Regions from separate parts of the Mus musculus genome. Here region 2 is linked to region 1. A link is a contact called in public Hi-C data. All regions are on one chromosome and are shown on one strand. The core of a region is the stretch at or near the end of the contact, and the rest is flanking DNA. Distances in the headings are between cores, read along the strand shown. Region 1 has its middle 98 kb from the start of Gm36251. Region 2 overlaps Gm39436 (predicted gene, 39436).

The links. Hi-C and Micro-C count contacts between places; a contact is called where the count stands out from the background.
Region 2: a Hi-C map of cerebral cortex shows a contact between it and region 1, with 3 times the contacts expected there. The contact joins two enhancer-like sites. A contact is called at or near these places in 2 of 484 Hi-C or Micro-C datasets (both in cerebral cortex) and 1 of 115 datasets of contacts at active chromatin or transcription factors (neural progenitor cells).

Annotation. Positions count from the first base shown.
Region 1 is chr9:113,023,062-113,027,988 of GRCm38.p6, forward strand. No RefSeq gene overlaps it. Among named protein-coding and RNA genes, the nearest start is that of Gm36251, 98 kb to the right of the region's middle. Within about 2 kb of position 3,575, at least 14 of the 459 cell types and tissues checked have an H3K27ac peak or open chromatin away from gene starts, as enhancers often do. A contact at or near this core is called in cerebral cortex, where this site is marked.
Region 2 is chr9:113,342,687-113,347,969 of GRCm38.p6, forward strand. All of the region lies in intron 4 of Gm39436 (predicted gene, 39436), which reads right to left. Among named protein-coding and RNA genes, the nearest start is that of Gm39436, 14 kb to the right of the region's middle. Within about 2 kb of position 4,020, at least 14 of the 459 cell types and tissues checked have an H3K27ac peak or open chromatin away from gene starts, as enhancers often do. A contact at or near this core is called in cerebral cortex, where this site is marked.

The sequences.
Region 1 (4,927 bases), core at 2,325-4,824:
CATGTAACTACAGCTCCAGGGAAACTGATGCCCTCTACGGGCCTCTGTGAGCAGTGCACTCATGTGCACATATTCACATCAACACAATTACAGATAATAAATTTTAAAAGAAATCTGCTGCAATATTTGTTTTTTACGTCTATAAGCATGTCTTAGTTCTTGTTTTATTATTTTGATTTTGTTCATTTACATAATGAATTTTACACATTTGTGTTATCATCTCCTTCCTTTCTTCCTGCTTCTACTTCCTCTCTTGCTGGAACCCCTTTTCTCACATTGCTACATTGTCATTTTTAAAACAATACATTCCATCGAACATATAGAGTTGCATAATCATTTCAGCCATCAGGATAGAGTATTTTAAAGCTCATAGTAAAATAAAAATTTCCCCTAAATGTCCACTTGAAGCCATAACCTCTCTGCACCCTAGTCCCTGCCAACTAAACCACTGTCCTATTTTTCTGTGATGGCTTTGTCTTTTCCATTTATTGTTTAATAAATAATATAACACATAACTTTCTGAGCACAAATTTTTAGTTTACTATAATGTGCATAGGGTTCATGTATGCTGTTTAAATTTAAATTTAAAAGAATACTGTTTAAAATTGTTATATAATATTCTGTTGGATAGATTTGCAGTAGGTTGTTTGGTTATCCATCCACCAAGGAAATGAGTTACCTTCAGTTTGTAAGGTTACCAAGCATACTGTTATAGGTATTCATTTATCCAGTGAAAAATTCATGACATTTTTGCACAAATGCAAGTTTTATTCCTATATGCCAAAGAAATAAAATGTGCTGTGCAGTGACTATATTTATTTCTTTATAAAATTATGAACTAAATTTTCATTGTGGCTGTCCCAGTTTGCATTCCCATCAGAAATGTCTGGCATGTCCAGGCACTCTCTATCTTGAACACAAGGTTGTTGCTTTGGGTTTATTTCATGGCTTTTGCTATTTCTGTTTTTTGTTTATTTGTTTGTTTGTTTTTGTTTGCTTTTCCTTTTGAATACGTGTGCATGCTCTTTCATTAGATCTTTAACTTCCAGAAACTCTTAGGACTTTAACTGACTGGAGATAGGGTTTCCTGCCATGGGTATTTTTTATGTTTCTTTTCTCTTTGCTACTGTGTCAGTGAGAAAGTTTGCTGACATTTCCCCTCAGTTTTGTACTTTAGTATAGAGTATAGGGGTTTGCTATGCTGTATGTCCTACATTAGACAGCAGACTCAAGCATTCTTTTCCCTCCCATACTTTTCATTTCTACTCTATTACCAACCCATATCATGGATTTCACAGATCAAATATTGCATTTCTTGATGCTAGGACTAGAAACTTTTGTGTATCCAAATATTACTTTTTTCCCTAAAAGTTCTATACTATTAGGGTATACATTTAGTCAATGATCCATTTTGACTAAGTTATTGTCTAAAATGCTAGATATAATTCAATATATATTATTTATACAAGTTTGGTGAGTCATATCTATGTCCTTCAATATCTAAACTTGATATTTTACAGCCTAGCAGTCCATGAAGTGATGAATGGATAAAGGAACTATATCATGCATTCACAATGGAATATCCTCCAACCATGAGGAAGAACAAAGCTATGTTGACCTAGAGAAAGAGTGAATGTAGGGATCACCCAGTTAAAAATTACAAACCACTGTAAGGAAAACTGATACATGTTTCCTCTCATATGTGGAATCTAGATTTTCACAGACAGACAAGCAGACATGAAGGAAGGAGGTTTAAAGGGAAAAAGAACAGGAAACAAGCTGGGACAATGGAGGAAGAAAAGAAAAATATCAAATGCTTTCTCTTCTATAAGGTATCTAGATTCAAACAGACTGAGAGGACAGGATATGTCAGGGTGAGCAGGATACCAACAGGATAGAGAGGGAAAAGCACAAAGAGTCATAATGCACAGGCATGTGCGTGCCATAAGGAAGCCTGCCATTATGTATACTTACTAAAAATAACTTTAAACTCTATGATATATTCAGGTTATCTGTTTATTTGATGTGTTTCAGTAGTTTGTGTCTTTCAAAGAATTAATGCATGTTTAGGCCACTGAATACAGAATCATAGTGAAATCATTAAAGATAAGAGAAATGCAGACCAAAAAACCCCTCAATTGTCTGGTTAGTGCCTATACATTTTCTATCTAGGAGATTTTCTGTTCACACATTGAAGAATGCACATCTTGCTTTTGTGGTGTGAAATACTCAGCAAATTTCAATTTGGTAAAGTTGTTGTAGGGTGTTTGGCAGTTATTGATAGTCCTGGGATTTCTTTGTCCAGTTCTTCTATTAATTACTGGAAGATTTCCAGGGGCTCCAGCTAGCACTGTGGGGAGATTCTCTTTGTCTTCTTGGGTGTCCATCTCTAATTGATGTTATTGGAGCCATTGTTGAACATGTATATGCTTGGGATGGCTATGTGCTTCCGATGGATTGGCCCCTTCTCAGTAAATCACTTTTCTCTTTATCCTTCACTAACGGAGTTCATATTGTTTCATGACATTCATATAAAAACTTCATTTATTTATCTATTATTTTAGAAAATCTAAAATCACAGTAACAGAAAGCTGAATTATGGGATAATAGTATTAAGGGGTATTCTCCAGGGACTTGAAGACTCATTTGCAGGAGTGTTTAGATCCACTGTCTTGACTGTGGCTTTATGTCCCAGATGTATGCAGATGCCAGATCTAGCTTAAATCACTTAGACATTTATTAAACAAGTTGTTTTTAATCCTACTTCAACCATGGAGTTTTAAAACTCAAGCTCATTTTAACTGACAGTTCATCCTTTTTAAGACAACCCTAACCCACTGCAACACTGTCTAAGATTTGCTTACAGCTAGTAGGAAACCGATGAAGATAGAAGGACTGGAGATGGGCAGAGGGGAAGCAGAGGAAACATAGGGATTTCTAGGCATTGCATCCTGCTTAGTTTCCTCCGATGCATTTGTTTCCATCCCTTGGTGTAACTGAAGAGAGCAGCAAGGAGGAGGACAAAAGTCTGAGGTGGACAAGACACAGCAGGGCACCTGAGATACCTCCTCCAACAGCACACTCTCCCTACATCTCTGGGCAAGTAACAAAACTCTAATACATTTAAATTTTCAAAAACTGGGGAAAAGAAAAAAACAGGAACAAGCTAAGATTCTGTTTTCTACAATGGAGTGTTACTGGGTGACCAACACTCTGGAAATGGGCACTGTGCCCAGGCATCCTTGGTCAACACAAAATAAACTTCAAGTTTTTATGAGTTGTGTGTATGTGTGTGTGTGTGTGTGTGTGTGTGTGTGTGTGTGTGTGTGTATTTAAGACAGAGGGATTAAGTACATAAACTCGAGTGGGTAGAGAGATAGGAAGTTGGGAAAGGAGAAAAACATGGTCAAATTAAAACAATATTTTTAATTTTAAAGGGTGGGGGGAAGTAAGCCCTTCAGAAGAAGAAAATAGTAGAAATGTTTGATGTTTCAATGAACCTTCAGCCATGACTGCATCTAAAACCCCAGCAGCTGCTAAGTCTTCATTTAAAACGTCCTTATGGTGCATTCTATTCTGGTGTTTACACCCTGGGTAAAGACATGGGGAGAAGCAAAATATGTTAAAGAAAGCAGTAGGGGGGAGATGAAGGGACACATATATCAGGAAAGAAAACTGGGTCTTAGTTCACGGTCACCATTGTCAACTTCCCCTATTAGGTGGCAAAGAACAAAAATGAACATTACCAAAATATTGACAAAGCCTTCCCAAGTCCAAAATAGAGGAAATGAGAGCAATGAGGGTTTCCTCGGCAGCAGTTAAAATGGAACCAGTTCTCAATTTGGAGCAGAGATACTTAGAGAATGCATTTATTCTCATAAAGGGGCGGAAAGACTATAGGAGCCAGAGGAGCAGGACATCTGCTATGAGCCTGTGCTGTCTGCACGTGACAAGAAAGCTGCATCCATGAGGTCTCAAAGTACAGCCATCTAAACAGAACTTGGACAAGGACAGCGCCCAGGTGACATGCCAATGCACATAGGTGAAATCTCGTGATTTCCCAGCCCTAGAGGAAGAACTACAGGCAATGGGTGGCTGCTGAGAAAGGATGTGCCTTCTCCAGGGACAGGCTGCCTGCTAGGCTGGTGATCCAATCCCAACTATTTCTTCCTAAACCCATGCACACATGAGTAACACTAAATGGACTCAACTGTGTGTGTGTCTATCTGTCTGTCTGTCTTATGTCTGTGTCTCTCTGTGTGTCTGTGTCTGTGTCTGTCTGTGTCTGTGTGTCTGTCTGTGTCTGTGTGTGTGTGTATGTCTGTACATGTATGTGTGCATCTGTCTGTGTCTGTCTGTTGGTATCTGTGTATGTATATCTGTGTATATGTATGTCTCTGTATGTGGTGTGTATCTGTGTGTCTGTGTGTGGTGTGTCTGTCTTGGTGTCTGTGTGTGTATTTGTGTGTCTATGTATGCATAGTGTGTGTCTGTCTGTCTGTCTGTCTATCTATCTGTGTTTTGTGTCTGTGTGTCTGTGTATGTGGTATGTGTCTGTGTCTATGTGTGTGGTGTGTGTCTGTCTGTCTGTTTGTGTCTGTGTGTCTCTATGTGTGTGTCTATGTGTGTGTGGTGTGTGTGTATGTCTATGTCTGTGTGTGATATCTGTGTATATGTATGTCTGTGTGTGTGTGTATGTGCTGTGTATCTCTGTGTTACTGTGTGTCTGTGTGTGTGGTGTGTCTGTCTGTGTCTGTCTGTCTGTCTCTTTCTCTGTCTCTGTCTCTGTCTCTCTGTCTCTCTCTCTGTCTCTCTTTCTATCTCTGTGTGTGTGTGTGTGTGTGTGTGTGTGTGTGTGTGTGCGTGTGTGTAACAGAATAAGAAGAGGTCATGAGTTTGAGACAGAGTATTGATTGGGTCATGGGAG
Region 2 (5,283 bases), core at 2,770-5,269, 320 kb after region 1:
GAGAGCAAGAGGCATGGCCCAACTCCCTCCAGCTTCCTTGGTCACTGTTCTCCCATGGTCAGCCCTAAACAGATAATGACAACGTTTCCACATGTGCAGCTAAATCGTTATTCTCTGGAGAAGCCTAAAAGTTCAACCGGCAGGCTGGTAAACATTCCTGAATCTTTAGCCGGCAGTGGAAGGGATGTAAAAATCAGCATTTTATCCATCACTGGACTGACCTCCCTTGGCCTCAGGCGGGAGATATTTACAAGAAGATAATGAAAACATATGAGCAAGGAGGACCAGCTGTGCCAGTACACGCATGCTTAGGTCCTGCTCCGCTGTGCTAGTAAAGGCTCTTGAAGGTCTCATGGGAGAAACAATACCTAAGGAATCTTTGGGGGACATTCCATAGGAAAAACATCACTATACACACCACACTGGAGCAGGCACTTTTACTCCCTAACTCCCCCACCCCTTCCTGAGGGCTTTCTAGAAAACCAAAGCTCCTTATTCTGAAAATCCCTGAATTAGTAGAATACACATTAGCAGAGAGCACATGGTTGGTAGGTGGGAGGTAGGTAGATACATAGATACCTACATGTATGCATACACATACACACATACATAAATTCATGGGCAGATTGGTTATTCAGTTATCCAGATCCAATAACACTTGATAACCTATGTTCTAAAGCAGTGCCAACATCCATGGGGCACTATGGCATTTGCAAATGACTTCTCAGCCCTCCCCCACAGAATGCCCTCAACAGGCTCTGGAGAAGCAAGATGGGTGCTTTCCACTTCACAGTCAAGAAGCAAATGGCCAGAGTTAAGGCATCAGGGGTTGCATTGGACACTCTCACACTGCTGCAACCACAACACCTGACAGAAACAAGTTGAGGGAGTGTGCTAGCTTGACCTATGCATCTACACCATGGCCCAGAGTGAAAGGAAATCAGAAAGGGACTCCAGAAAGAACCTGAAGCAGGAACTGAAGCAAAAGCCATGGAAGAACACTGCTCAGTGGCTTGCTTGCTTCATGGCTTGCCCAACTTGCTTTTTTTATACAACCCAGGACCACCTGCCTAGGAATGGTACCGCCCACAGTGGGCTGAGCCCTCTCACATCAATCACTGATCAAGGAAATACTCCACAGATTTGCCCACAGGCCAATCTAATGGATACATTCCTCAACAGAGTTTCTCTGTTCCCAGATAACTCTAGTTTATGTCAAGTTGACCAAAACATACATACAAACAAAAACAACAAAAACAAAAACAAAAAACAAAAAACCTAAGCAGCACAGGGGGAATATTTTTGGGCTCATGGTCCCAAAGGGATTTCTATCCATCCCAGAAAGGAAGACATAGCAGAAAACTTCATTCGAGGCCACCAGAGAGTGTGGCAAAGGTTCCTCACAACACCATAGATCAAAAAGCATAGGGTCTAAAGGGCCCAGGGGCAGAGCTATGATCCTCAAAGGCCCACGGGTAGTGACCTGCTTCCATTAGCTATGTCCCACCTCCTGGTGGTTCTGCAATCTCCCAAAAGAGCATCACCTGCTGGGGACATTCAGATTGAAAACTTAACAAGAGCTGAAGTCAGTGTGTAAGGCACAGCAGGACAGTCGTTGCTGGTCCCAAGACTGCTGTCCACCTGAAAACACTATGGTAGCTTGCCTTTCTTTGTGGGAAGAAGTGGAGAGGGAGGAAGCAGACAGACCTGACCATTATGAGTATGAATTTGTTAATCCCTCCAAAGGTCTTCTTGTCTTTAAACTCAGTTGTTCCTGCAGAGGCCATGGGCATGCATAGAGGCAGAGAACAGGAGATGCCAGGTGCAGAGCCTGTCAAGGAGTCGGGAAATGTTCATTTCCTTGGCTTCATCCCAACTCCCCCAGCACTAGTCTCCATGACCACAACACTGAGCCCCTTAATGTCACCATTACTCTGATGGCAATTACAGCAACCTGTCTCCCATGTTAGCTATGTACCAGGCAATGGGCTGGGTTCACATCTGATACCTCCATGCTTTGTCTCACTGTGAGTCTACCATGATCCTAGGAGATAATCTACAAGCTGCTTTATTTGAAGGCAAGAACAAAATAAACATGCTAAATCTCAGACCAGCCATCCCATAATGGGGATCAGTCTCTGCCTCAGCCTGGTCTCGGCATCTCTGGCTGAGTGTTCACGCCTCTGGTCTAGCCACTGGTCCTCGGTGCCTTCATCAGTCTCCTCCTCCATCTCTGATCCAGCTGACCTGAGACACCTTCAAACTAGGAGTGTGAGACCTGTACCAACTGCTTTCTGGTCCTGTTTTATAAGGATCCTGCCTAGAGTAGGATCTCACACACCAGCAGACTTTAGAAGGCCATGTCTTCCATACCTCATACCTTTGCAGAGTCCCCTTCCACTAATTATGAACTGATGCGTGGGGGTACTGGAAGAATACCCTGGTGGTGCTTCTGTGCCTGTTCTAAGCAGAACGGAGCAGGGGCCTGGAGAGATGTGCCATGGTTAAAAGCATGGGCTGCTCTCCCAGAAGACCCTGGATTCATTCCCAGCACCTACATGCCAACTAAACAACTGTCTGCAAGTAACTGCATGGAACTGTGTAGTTCCATGGATCTGATGCCTTCTTCTGGATTCTACAGGCATGGCATGCACAAAATACACAAATATACATGTAAGCAAAATACCTACACACTTAAAACATACATACATACATACATACATACATACATACATACATACATGCCATTTCCAGGGTTTCTGCTTTTGTGCTCCTTTGCTTGCTCTGAGCTCCCCTGTCAGAGATTTCACACCTTGCTGATCTTGAGTGGTCTGTGAAGATGGAAGGGGCCCTGAAGCCACACAGCAAAGCAGAAGACAGCTGTGAGCCCAGCTGAGTCCTTGCAGCCTGTCCCCAGCCACTAGAACCTTCGTAGTTAAGGCAGGAGATTTGAAGGTGTCTTTGACAGCAATGGAGTCTTTCTTGGCTCTTGATAAACTTAGCTTGTGGTCTAGGGTCCTGTAAAACTCAGTGTCCTCCAAAGCCACTAGGACAGGTGGCTTTTGTGTCCTTGTCTAGAGAATTCAAAGGATGAAATACACAGACCATAAAGGGGAAGGGGGGTTTAAAGAGAAGTTTATTGTGGATTCTTAGGTCGGGCTTAAGAGAAACAGAAAGCAGCACTTCTGTAGCAGGATTGAGTCCTGGCAATGGGATACCCTCGCTGCTGCCCCAGATTTTTAAAGGATTTATGGTAAAGACCGGGGTGAGGTATGGTCCAGTTGGTCGACCATGTGCTGTGTGGTAGCCTCCTCTCCTCTCAGTTTCGTTCATGTCCACGTGTACAGCTTCCAGGCAGGAGAGATGGCTCTGCAGTTACCAGCACTGAGTGCTCTTCCAGAGGTATCAAGTTCAACTCCCAGTCCTGGCATGGTGGCTCACAACCAACTGTAAAACAAAACTTCCAGGCAAGGCCAAGGGACAAGAACTAGAGAAGCAGAATTTCCTGTTATCCTCCCTCCCTCCAGCAAGGGCATTCTCTGAGCTGCTGCTCTGCCCTTTCCGGCCAGCTTTATCTTCTGTCCTCATCACTGGGCAGTGGAAGAACAGAGGACATCTCTGCCCAGCAGACAGCAAATGAAACCAAGATATTCCACCCCTGCTGTGCTCTGTCCAGATTCCAGACCCTCAGTACCAGAAGAAACAGACAACTCACTGCTCTGCTAACTCCTGGTGAGAGTTTGCCACAGAGCCATCCATCTATCCGTAACACCCAGGCCCATGTGTTATTTACATAAAACCTAGAGTCAATGTGCTAAGCATCCAGTTCAATCCGGTGATGTCCATAAACTCCTTTGGATCTCACTTCAGTCCCCTGTGTGGTTATGACTTAAAATGCTACTAGACACCGAGAGCCCATCCCCTGGTTCTCAGCTCCAGTCGAGAACTAAGGCATTACAAAGCCGGCAGGCAATTATCTATCGTGGGCTGGTACATAACAGAAGCAGCCTGGCGCTAGCCCACACTGGGAGAGACATTAGTGGAGCGGGGCTAAAGGGAGGCTGCCCAGCAGCCGCCTGTTCTCAGTGGGGCCTCTCGCCAATCCCGATGTCCACCCACACAGCATTCAACAAAAAAAGTTCCAGGGACTGTGGCCATCATGTCCGTCTGAATTGTGATCCGGATTTGTACACTCTGGGGCGGTTTGATAAAAACGCAAGTAAGAAAAATATCCAATATCACTGCCAGCAAGACACAAAAGGCTATATCGGTTCCCAATTTAAAAATAATAACTCCATCGTTTGGCCCCCTCTGGAGTGGTTCAATCAGATCCAGCCCGTTTCTCATGTTTAATGTCTGGTATAATGACTAGGCTTAATTTTAGTGGAAGATTTCTGCATAAGAAATGGGGGAGAAGAATTTGTAATTCCCCAGAATTAGAATTGATGTCACTGGACTCTTAAAATATGCATATCATCTGAAAATGTATCAAGGGTAAAGAACCTGACAGACTCAGCTAACGGGGCTGGCAAGCGTACCTCAGAGGGGCATCGGTTTGAAGTCGTCGCTGTAAGCCATGATGTAGGTGACAGTAAGAAATTGACTCAAGGTGTTGCAATTCTTTTTAAGAACTCAGAAAATCCCTTCATTAGGACTTAATTGATTTCTCCAGAAAGGCTTTCTCATAAAGGAAGCTGCCCTATGTTAGGTTCTTCGATCGAAGGTCCAGTGGTCTGAGTGCCTGTTAGCTGTCAAGCACCCTGATCTACCCTGGGCCTTCCCAGTAAGTAGAGCACAGAACTGGCCCTGCAGAGTTTGCTGGCTTATCCAGCAGCTCTCTCTCTCTCTCTCTCTCTCTCTCTCTCTCTCTCTCTCTCTGTGTGTGTGTGTGTGTGTGTGTGTGTGTGTGTGTGTGTGTGCAGAAGAGGAGGAGTCAGAAGTACCATCAGCTGGGGGCCTATGGTTCCTCAGACCCCAGGTCTCCTCAATTCCTGTGGTTCAATTAAGGAGGCAATTCCTATGTGGCCTCCAGACGCCCCAAATCAAATTCTAATTGAGTTTCAGGGCACACAGACAGATACTGGGCCCAGAAGCAGATTAGAATCACAAACTGCAGAGTCCCTTTATCCTTTCAGCCTGTTTCCTTGTCTGTAAAATGGGAACAAATCTTACTTCAGAAGGCTTTTAAGAAACACAAGGGAAGGTGAGACAGTTTAGTTCCATTTTACAGATGCTCAGTGCCAGACAAAGACTTAAAACTACATACAAACGAGGAACTAAAAA